Regions from separate parts of the Mus musculus genome. Here region 2 is linked to region 1. A link is a contact called in public HiChIP or PLAC-seq data. All regions are on one chromosome and are shown on one strand. Each heading gives the region's core, a stretch centred on a gene start, on an enhancer-like site or on the middle of the called end of the contact. The rest is flanking DNA. Distances are from core to core; before and after follow the strand shown. Region 1 overlaps Rtn4ip1 (reticulon 4 interacting protein 1). Region 2 overlaps Crybg1 (crystallin beta-gamma domain containing 1).

Region 1 (3,908 bases), core at 213-2,712:
TAATACCAACATGTACAATACCGACACATAGGCACTAACGGAAAAGCAGTGAGGTAGGAAGCAAGAGTCCTGTGTGAGCTCTCTGGGCCTTGGGAATTCCTTCCTCTCAGCAGCAGCAGCAGCAGCAGCAGCAGCAGCAGAAGAAGAAGAAGAATGCTAACCATGTACAGGCTGAGGAACGCCAGCCCAGCCACCTCAGAGGGTCTGGGTACTGCCAGCTATCTGTACAGTGCCTCAGTACTGACAGAAGCCTCCTGAGAGCAGGTCCCAGCAACACCCTCTCTCTGCAGAAATCCACCTCAATTCCTCCTCCCAAATGTCCAGCAGACACAGTCACTGTCCCTGGCCACCTCCCTGAACAGCTTCTCACAGCTCCACTGACAAGGATCAGCTGCCACGAGGCACACCCTGACTCAGAGCCTGAATGAGTCTCTTCCTCTGACAAAGGATGAGAAGGTTTAGGACATTCAGGTGCATCTGGTGCAATTTCCTCTGATGTGACTGTCAGAGCTCAGGCTCCCCAGAGATGAAGATTCTTCTGTACCCACGAGTCTGCAAGCCCAGAGTCACAGCACAAGTGGGAAGCACCGTCACTGTTGGAGGGAGGGAAGCCCCCAAGTTACAAACCTTCGGGTAGGTGATGGTCCTTTCTTCTGACATTCTGCAGCACAGAGCTGAGTTACTGTGCCGAGTGGCAGGACTCAACTGATGTCACTGCCGCTGCTCTCTCTACTGCACAGGCCTGTCACTGCCTGTCACTACCATCTGATGATTTTCACCTCCACCCAGGAAGGAGCAGAAAGGTGGCCAGGGATTACAGTGAGTTATCACAACTGAACCCTAACCTTCCTTCCACACGTCAGCTGAAGAGCTGGTCTCTAAAGCTGCATTCAGCCCCCCAAGATGACAGATGAAGTGAGAGACTGCTTATAGAGAGTACTACTAACTGATGACTGCCAGCACTGAGCAGGACCCCAGACCGTTGCACAGCACTGCAGAAACATGCTAAGGGCTGAGCTGCCTCCTCTCATAAGAGAAAGGAAGGCACTGGGCCGTGTTGTGTTCCACATGAACTCTAAACCCTTCACTCCCCTGAGAGCTCCAGGGACACGTTACCCAATGCCATTTAGTTCATAAATGGATGGCCTGCAAGCATACGGAAGACATTCCCCAGAGCCTCTTGGTACAGTGCAATCAGACTGAGTACGTTCCAGAAAGGTATGTACACACTTCTGAGGGAATATATGACCTTTTTTTGCTTTATTCGTATACACGAGACACTACCATCCACATAGCCCTGCCTTCTTCAAAGCTCACAAAGCCTCCTGCCTGTAAATCACTAGATTAGAGCAGGCTCACAAACAGCCTCCACTCCAGAATCCATTGCCTGAGCCATCAAGCCAGCCTCACTTCAGTGCCCTCTGCCAAAGCCACAGAAGCTGACCTGTTGACTGGGCAACTTGTGGTGTCTGTGCACTTTAATCTGACTGGGCAGGCCCTTTGTGACAAAGAGCAGGAAAGGGCTGACCACGGCATAATGAGTCATTTATCAATTCCCGTAAATGACAATGGGGAAAAAAGGCTTTCAAACTACAGTCAAGCAAATGCCCCCAGTGGTTGGATCTGTGACAGTATGGGGAGATTAGCTGCATAATGTGAGACGGTGTCCACGCACAGCCACACACTGGACCTAGAATGCCTGTCTGTTAAAGACAAAGGGATCAGAGTTAACTCCAGAGAGGGGACAGAAAGGTTACTCACAGTGAAGTGGGACATTATGTGATGACACAGCTATAGTGCATTTGGCAAGGGGAGCCCAGTTATAAAGCAGGCAAAGCCACACTTCCCACTACATAGGCACCTCAGACACTCAGGGCTCACAGGTGACCAGGAAACAGCAGCAGCCCTTACTCAGTGTGGGAGCCACATGTGGGGTCTCCTGAGCGCACTTCCCTCCCTTAAACAGAACCCAGGATCTAGCACTTGCCGCCTGGCATCCTTTTAAGATGGGACCCTCCCTAGGTATGAGCTCACCACGCACAGCATTGCTGCTTAGCAGCCACTGGGCAAGCCTTTGAGGGGCAGGAAGAGCTACAGGGGATGAGTGTTTGAGTATTTACAACACGAAGCTGAAACCCAAGTGCTCCAGTAGTCCATGCAAAGCCAAAGGATTCAGGATTACAGCCAGAGTGAGGACCTGGGGTCCTTGACTGTGCTGCCAGATGACATGAAGGTGTTTGGGGAGTTAGTCTGTCCACTTTTCCCAAACTCCACAGCCTCGTCCTCTGCAGGCACATCCCCTAGGCACAGAACTGAAATTTTCAGAAGGTAAGGTACATGAGGACAGACCAACAGATGGCAGATAGCAAGGAAGACTCAAGAGCTCCTGGCATGAGTCCAAATCCACACCCCTGGAATGCCAACAGGACCATAGTCCCAGGGCCATGGCTGGGATGGCCACCCCCAGTTTCTGTTAGCCCAGGACTTCCCAGGCCTGTCAATGTCAATGTCAGGAGGAAGGTGGTTCTCAATCTCCAGGGATAATAAGACAACAGGAAGAGGGGAGTTTTGTTCCAGCTTGCTGTTTCTCAGGCACTTCCTGTGCTCAGAAAGGAACATTAAAGGAGCAGGATGGTGGGTGAAGCTGTGCTCCAAGAGAACAGACGTACCCACCAGGAGAGCGTCCAGAAAGCAGTCCCTTCCAGCCAGGCAAGTGGAAGAAACAGTTCCAAGAGCTTGGTAATAAAAATCAGCAAAGCCAGCATGATGGTCACATATGTGACCCCAAAGCCAGGGGCTAGGTGTGAGAGCATATTAATTCAAGGGCAGCCTGGGCTACGTACTGAGACCTGGAACCTTGTTTAAAAAAACAAACACAAAAAGCAAAAACCAAGGCAAAAATAAACAAGAAAATAAAAAGAGCCCAGAAGCATCGAGCCTACAGGATGAGATGCTGGGGTATCTGGTAAGCTTTTCGAGTGGTTGTCAGGATCCAATGGAGCAGGATCCAGCCACAGTATGAAGCTTGAGGCTTGGATCATGGTCTACTATTAAGGTAGCTTGGCCATACATGGGAAATCACCTATCTCAGAACTCTCTGCATTCTCTTTCAAAGCTACATGTCTAGACACATGTGACTAGTTAAATCAATCAAGTGACCACACTGAAAAGGCCAGTCTCCCAGTTGCACTAGCCACAGTCTCCCAGTTGCACTAGCCACAACCCTAATCCTCCATGGTTGTAAGTGCTTCAGTGGCTGCTACTGACCAGGCTTTTCCACCACTATAGAAAGCTCTGTGGATAGTGCTGACGGGAGGTGACGGCTCACAGCAAGCATGAAATAGAACTCGGGGAAGATTATGCCACTGCTCAGTCAAGCTTGAATGGTCAACTAGAATTCTGAAGAGACCCATGAGCATTAAGGACATGACATTAAAGGGGTTTAAACTTTTCATAGGCAGGCATAGTAGTGCATGCCTTTAATCCTAGCACTCAGAAAGCTGGAACTCTGTGAGTTCCAGGACAGCCAGATCTACATAGTGAGTGAGTTCCAGGACAACCAGGACCCTGTCTCAAAACAAAACCAACAAAAAACTTGTATGGGGAATGTAAGTATGCAGATAAGGATACACAAAAGGCTAAAAGGGGCTGGGAGTGGCACAGGTTTTTAATCTCTGTGAATCTGACACTAGCTTCACCTATATAGAGGGTTCGAGGGCTACACAGTGAGACCTTGTCTCAATTAATCAGTCACTAAGTCAGTCAGTGGGAAGTAGGTGGTTCAATCCTGTTATCTCAGCTCCTCTGCGGGCTGAAGTGACAGAATCGCTTGAGCCTATGAGCTCAAGGCTAGCAGGTAATTTAAAATTCTATAACAAAAATGATAAGGAAGTAAAGCCTCCTCCTTC
Region 2 (3,868 bases), core at 482-2,981, 150 kb before region 1:
GGTGTCAGTCTGAGTTTCTGAGCACAGTGCCAAATGGGACTGAGAGCAGATCGAAATGTCTTGCTGTATATCCCTTCAGTCCTCCATTTCCTTGTGCTTTTATTTTTTTCTCAACCTTTTAAACCTCACACTCCATTCCATTATAATTTTGCTTCTTACTACCCTAAAATGGAAATCAGTCATATAGGAATCTTGAACCCTTCCTTCTGCCACCAACATACCTTCATTTGTACCCTTTTCCCAACTCTGCTCCTTTACCAGGGGTGCCCATGCTCCTGTCCAAAGCCAGACCTCCACACTGTGTTCTTGGCTCCATACTCTCTCTGTTGCTTAAGGATTTCTTTGGGCCATTCCCACATCATTAGCTGTCTGCACCCATGGCATCATTCCTACCCCAAGTCTGCTGTCATGTCCACTGTCTTTTGCAGACACTCACTCTTTCTAGACCCAACATCTCATTTCTCTGACCCTCTTACAGAAAACCTGGACAAAAGGATTGTTGATGCTACTGTCTCCTTCACCCCTTAAATCCACCCCCATCTCACCCCTCTGAAGCTTCCTGCAAGCCTCCTGAGGTCACCAACGGGTGTGGCACTGTTTTCTTGCCCAGGCTCTATACAAACCAGGAAAGCTCAGGTGTCTCTGCTTGAGCACAGCCTGCCCCTGGGAAAGCAGAGAAGAATGCCCCTGGCTCCCAAGAGGAAGAGGTTGAGCAAGCCTGCCAGGTGAATTCTGCTCACACTTGCCAACCAGGACAGTTTCTGTCTCCATGGAGGCGGAGTGGGGAGCTGGGTCCAGAGTCCCGCCCGTGATTTCTTTCTATGGGCTAAGGAAACAAAGGGGGCTGACATTTATTCCAGGCTGTCAAGTTCATGTTTTGACCTCATTGTAAAGTGTCCACATGCTTTAACACAGTTCCTTCTTTAACACGGTTGCCAGCTCCTTCCTTGGTGTTCTGCAAGGCAAATGCCTTGCATTTACTTGGCAGCTGGGTTTATAGTTTTGGAGGGTGAGTCCATGAGCATAGGTGGCAGGGAGCATGGTGGCAGGCAGGTGGGCATGGCATCTGATCATCTAGCTGAGATCTCACATATGATCATCTGGTTGCAGGGGATTGTGGGGAAGTAGAGGGAGAGATAGACAGAGACAGACAGAGAGACTGCACCTACTGAGCTTTTGAAACCTCAAAGCCCACTCCAAGTGACACACCTCCTAATCCTTTCAAACAGTTCATCATCATCATCATCAAGAATATGAGCCTGTGGGTACTTTCTCATTCAAATTACCACAGTGTTTCACTCTGTAGCTCTGGTTAGCCTAGAACTTCCAACGGGCTGGGATTAAAGATGCATACCAGCATGCCTGACATGCCTACACCCCTTTCTTTGATCCTATGTATCTTCAACTGGTTTCAAGCTCACTGTGTAGCCAGAGATGATCTTAAGCACTAATCCTCCTTCCTTCACCTCCCAAGGACTGAAATTACATAGGTATGTGCCACCACACAGGGTTTCTTGTCTTTCTAACATAACATGCCCAAAACCCCACTCCTGAATTTCCCCCATATTCTCCTCCCCGTGTTCTCCATCTTGGTAAATCTGAATGGCATGATGACTCAGGAAGAGTTTTATAACTGCCATGGAAAACATTCCACTTGGAGGCATGTCTAGGACCTGGAGGCATGGCTCAGTGGAAGAGTGTCTGTTTACAGTGCATAGGTCTTGGCTCAGCTCCCAGTTCTACTCCCTCATCCTGCAGTCCGCATGCCTAGGGTCTGACTATCTTTTAACATCTCCATGCTGTCAAGCTAGCCCATCCTGTCATCTCTAGGTTGTATTCTTCCCATGTCCTGCTGGTTTGCACCCCTCCTTTCACCCATGCTCCTCATGATTTGGCCTCTAAATACATACCAAAGTTATACCTAATGTACTTTTGGTTTGGGGGTTGGGAGTTTGTAGGTATGTGTTTGAGGGACAGCCTCCCTCTATAACTAAGGCTCGCTTGGAACTCACTGTGTGGCCTAGGCTGGCCTTGAACTCATGACAATCCTCCTGCCTCAACCTCCTAATGCTGGGATTACAGGCATGAACCACCATGCTGAGCTTTGTTTACATCTTAGGAGGGTGCTGTTATACTGTCAGCACATTTCCTAGTGAAGAATTGAGTCATAACAACAGAGAGATTCTTTAGCCCAGACACCATCAAATGCAGCACAGAGCTGTTCTGACACCAAATTACATTCCCATTTTAAGGACATTGGAAATGTTTGTTATGAAGCAAGGGTATCCGTCCTTTGGTCCATTGTACTCCAGTGATGTATAAAGCATCATTTTGAATTCTAGACAAGCCTGGCAAGCCTGAGAGGGCTTGAAGGATACCTGTGGCAGTGTTCAATCAGGTTATCTGAGGGCTAACAGCTTCTCTGGCTTTTTACCAAAGGTGGTGGTTTGAATAGATTTGGCCCCCATAAATTTATGTTTGAATGCTTGGCCATAGGGAGTGGCACTGTTGGGAGGTGTGGCCTTATTGGCGTAGATGTGGCCTTCTTGGAGGAAGTGTATCACTATGTAGGCGGGCTCTATATTCCAGTTCCTCCCAGTGTGGAATCAGAACCTCCTCTTGGTTGCCTGCAGAAGTCAGTCCCCTTCTGTTGCCTGTGGATGAAGATGTAGGACTCTTTGCTTTCCTGGCATTGTGTCTACCTGCATGCTGCCATGTTTCCTGCCATGATGATAATGGATTGAATCTCTGAAACTGTAAGCTAGTCCCAATGAAATGTTTTCCTTTATAACAGTTACGTTGGTCATGGTGTCTTTTCACAGCATTGAAACCTAAGATACCAAATGAATGGGTATTCTTTCCCTTGTTTGTTAGTGTAGGATGTTCAATGATGCTCTAAAACAAAGCTGAGCTGGCTGTGAGCCTGGTTGTAGAACAGCTTCTCTTGTGGAGGTTTTCAGTGTTTTAGACTTAGGGGAATAGAAACACTCATTTGTAAGCCTGCTGGAGGTGGTGGCCTTGAAACTTCACTCTTTGACAACAGTGTGTCTCTTACATTTTCTTCTATTTCCTGTTTTTGTGTGGGCTATATCACCACTTACAGCTTGACAATCAGGATTATGTTCTCTTTGAAAAATGAAAAGATGTCACATGCTCAGGGTGGAGGGATGCTTTAGGGGGCACAGGGGGACAGGCATTGTTGGCCACAAAGAGGGTAAGTGAACCTCCAGAGTTTACAGAGCACTGATCCAGAGGAGTCGTTATAACCTCATGTTGGGCCTTGGACCCCTTTTGTATAAGAGAATCTCTTTTGGGAACACACAATAAACTAACAAAAGGATAAACCTCTAAGCTGTATGCAGAGACTTTCCCCTTGTCCTCCTGAGGTTACATAAGTGGGCACCATCATTGAAACACAAATGGAAGTTGAATTGCATATAGAATCCTCAGTATCACTGAAACCAAAACTGTGGCTTTTCCTTTTAGCTGTTATTACAAGGCACATTCCTCTCTAAAGAAAGAAAGAAACTAAATAATGGAACTGTCTTATACTACAGATCTCAGTTTTACAACTTCTAGTATGCCTACAAGTAAATTCCTTGATCTCTGAGCTTTTCCTGACCTGTAAACACTGCCAGTGGTAACAACAGTCCTGTAGGTCCCTTGTGGGGATTACACAAGGCAATAAAGCGTGGAGACCAGGAAAGTTGTCAGAAAACTATAATTACCAAGGTTCTGATGCAAGGATGGATTCCTTCTCCATCCTTTCTTGATGCCTTCCTTATTCATTTACTATTGTGAGACCAACTAGGATAGATATTTTCAAATCCTCCCTAGGGATTTTTTTTAAAGAAATGACCATATGTGG

Evidence for each region. HiChIP or PLAC-seq counts read pairs in DNA pulled down with a chosen protein or histone mark.
Region 2: an HNF4G HiChIP or PLAC-seq map of pancreatic cancer cells shows a contact between it and region 1. The contact joins two enhancer-like sites. A contact is called at or near these places in 2 of 484 Hi-C or Micro-C datasets (bone marrow-derived macrophages and liver), 1 of 115 datasets of contacts at active chromatin or transcription factors (pancreatic cancer cells) and 2 of 9 other capture datasets (adipose tissue and liver).

What each region holds. Positions count from the first base shown.
Region 1 is chr10:43,941,510-43,945,417 of GRCm38.p6, reverse strand. All of the region lies in intron 8 of Rtn4ip1 (reticulon 4 interacting protein 1), which reads right to left. Among named protein-coding and RNA genes, the nearest start is that of Gm40636, 25 kb to the left of the region's middle. Within about 2 kb of position 1,462, at least 51 of the 459 cell types and tissues checked have an H3K27ac peak or open chromatin away from gene starts, as enhancers often do. A contact at or near this core is called in pancreatic cancer cells, where this site is marked.
Region 2 is chr10:44,092,839-44,096,706 of GRCm38.p6, reverse strand. All of the region lies in intron 1 of Crybg1 (crystallin beta-gamma domain containing 1), which reads left to right. Among named protein-coding and RNA genes, the nearest start is that of Crybg1, 54 kb to the left of the region's middle. Within about 2 kb of position 1,731, at least 21 of the 459 cell types and tissues checked have an H3K27ac peak or open chromatin away from gene starts, as enhancers often do. A contact at or near this core is called in pancreatic cancer cells, where this site is marked.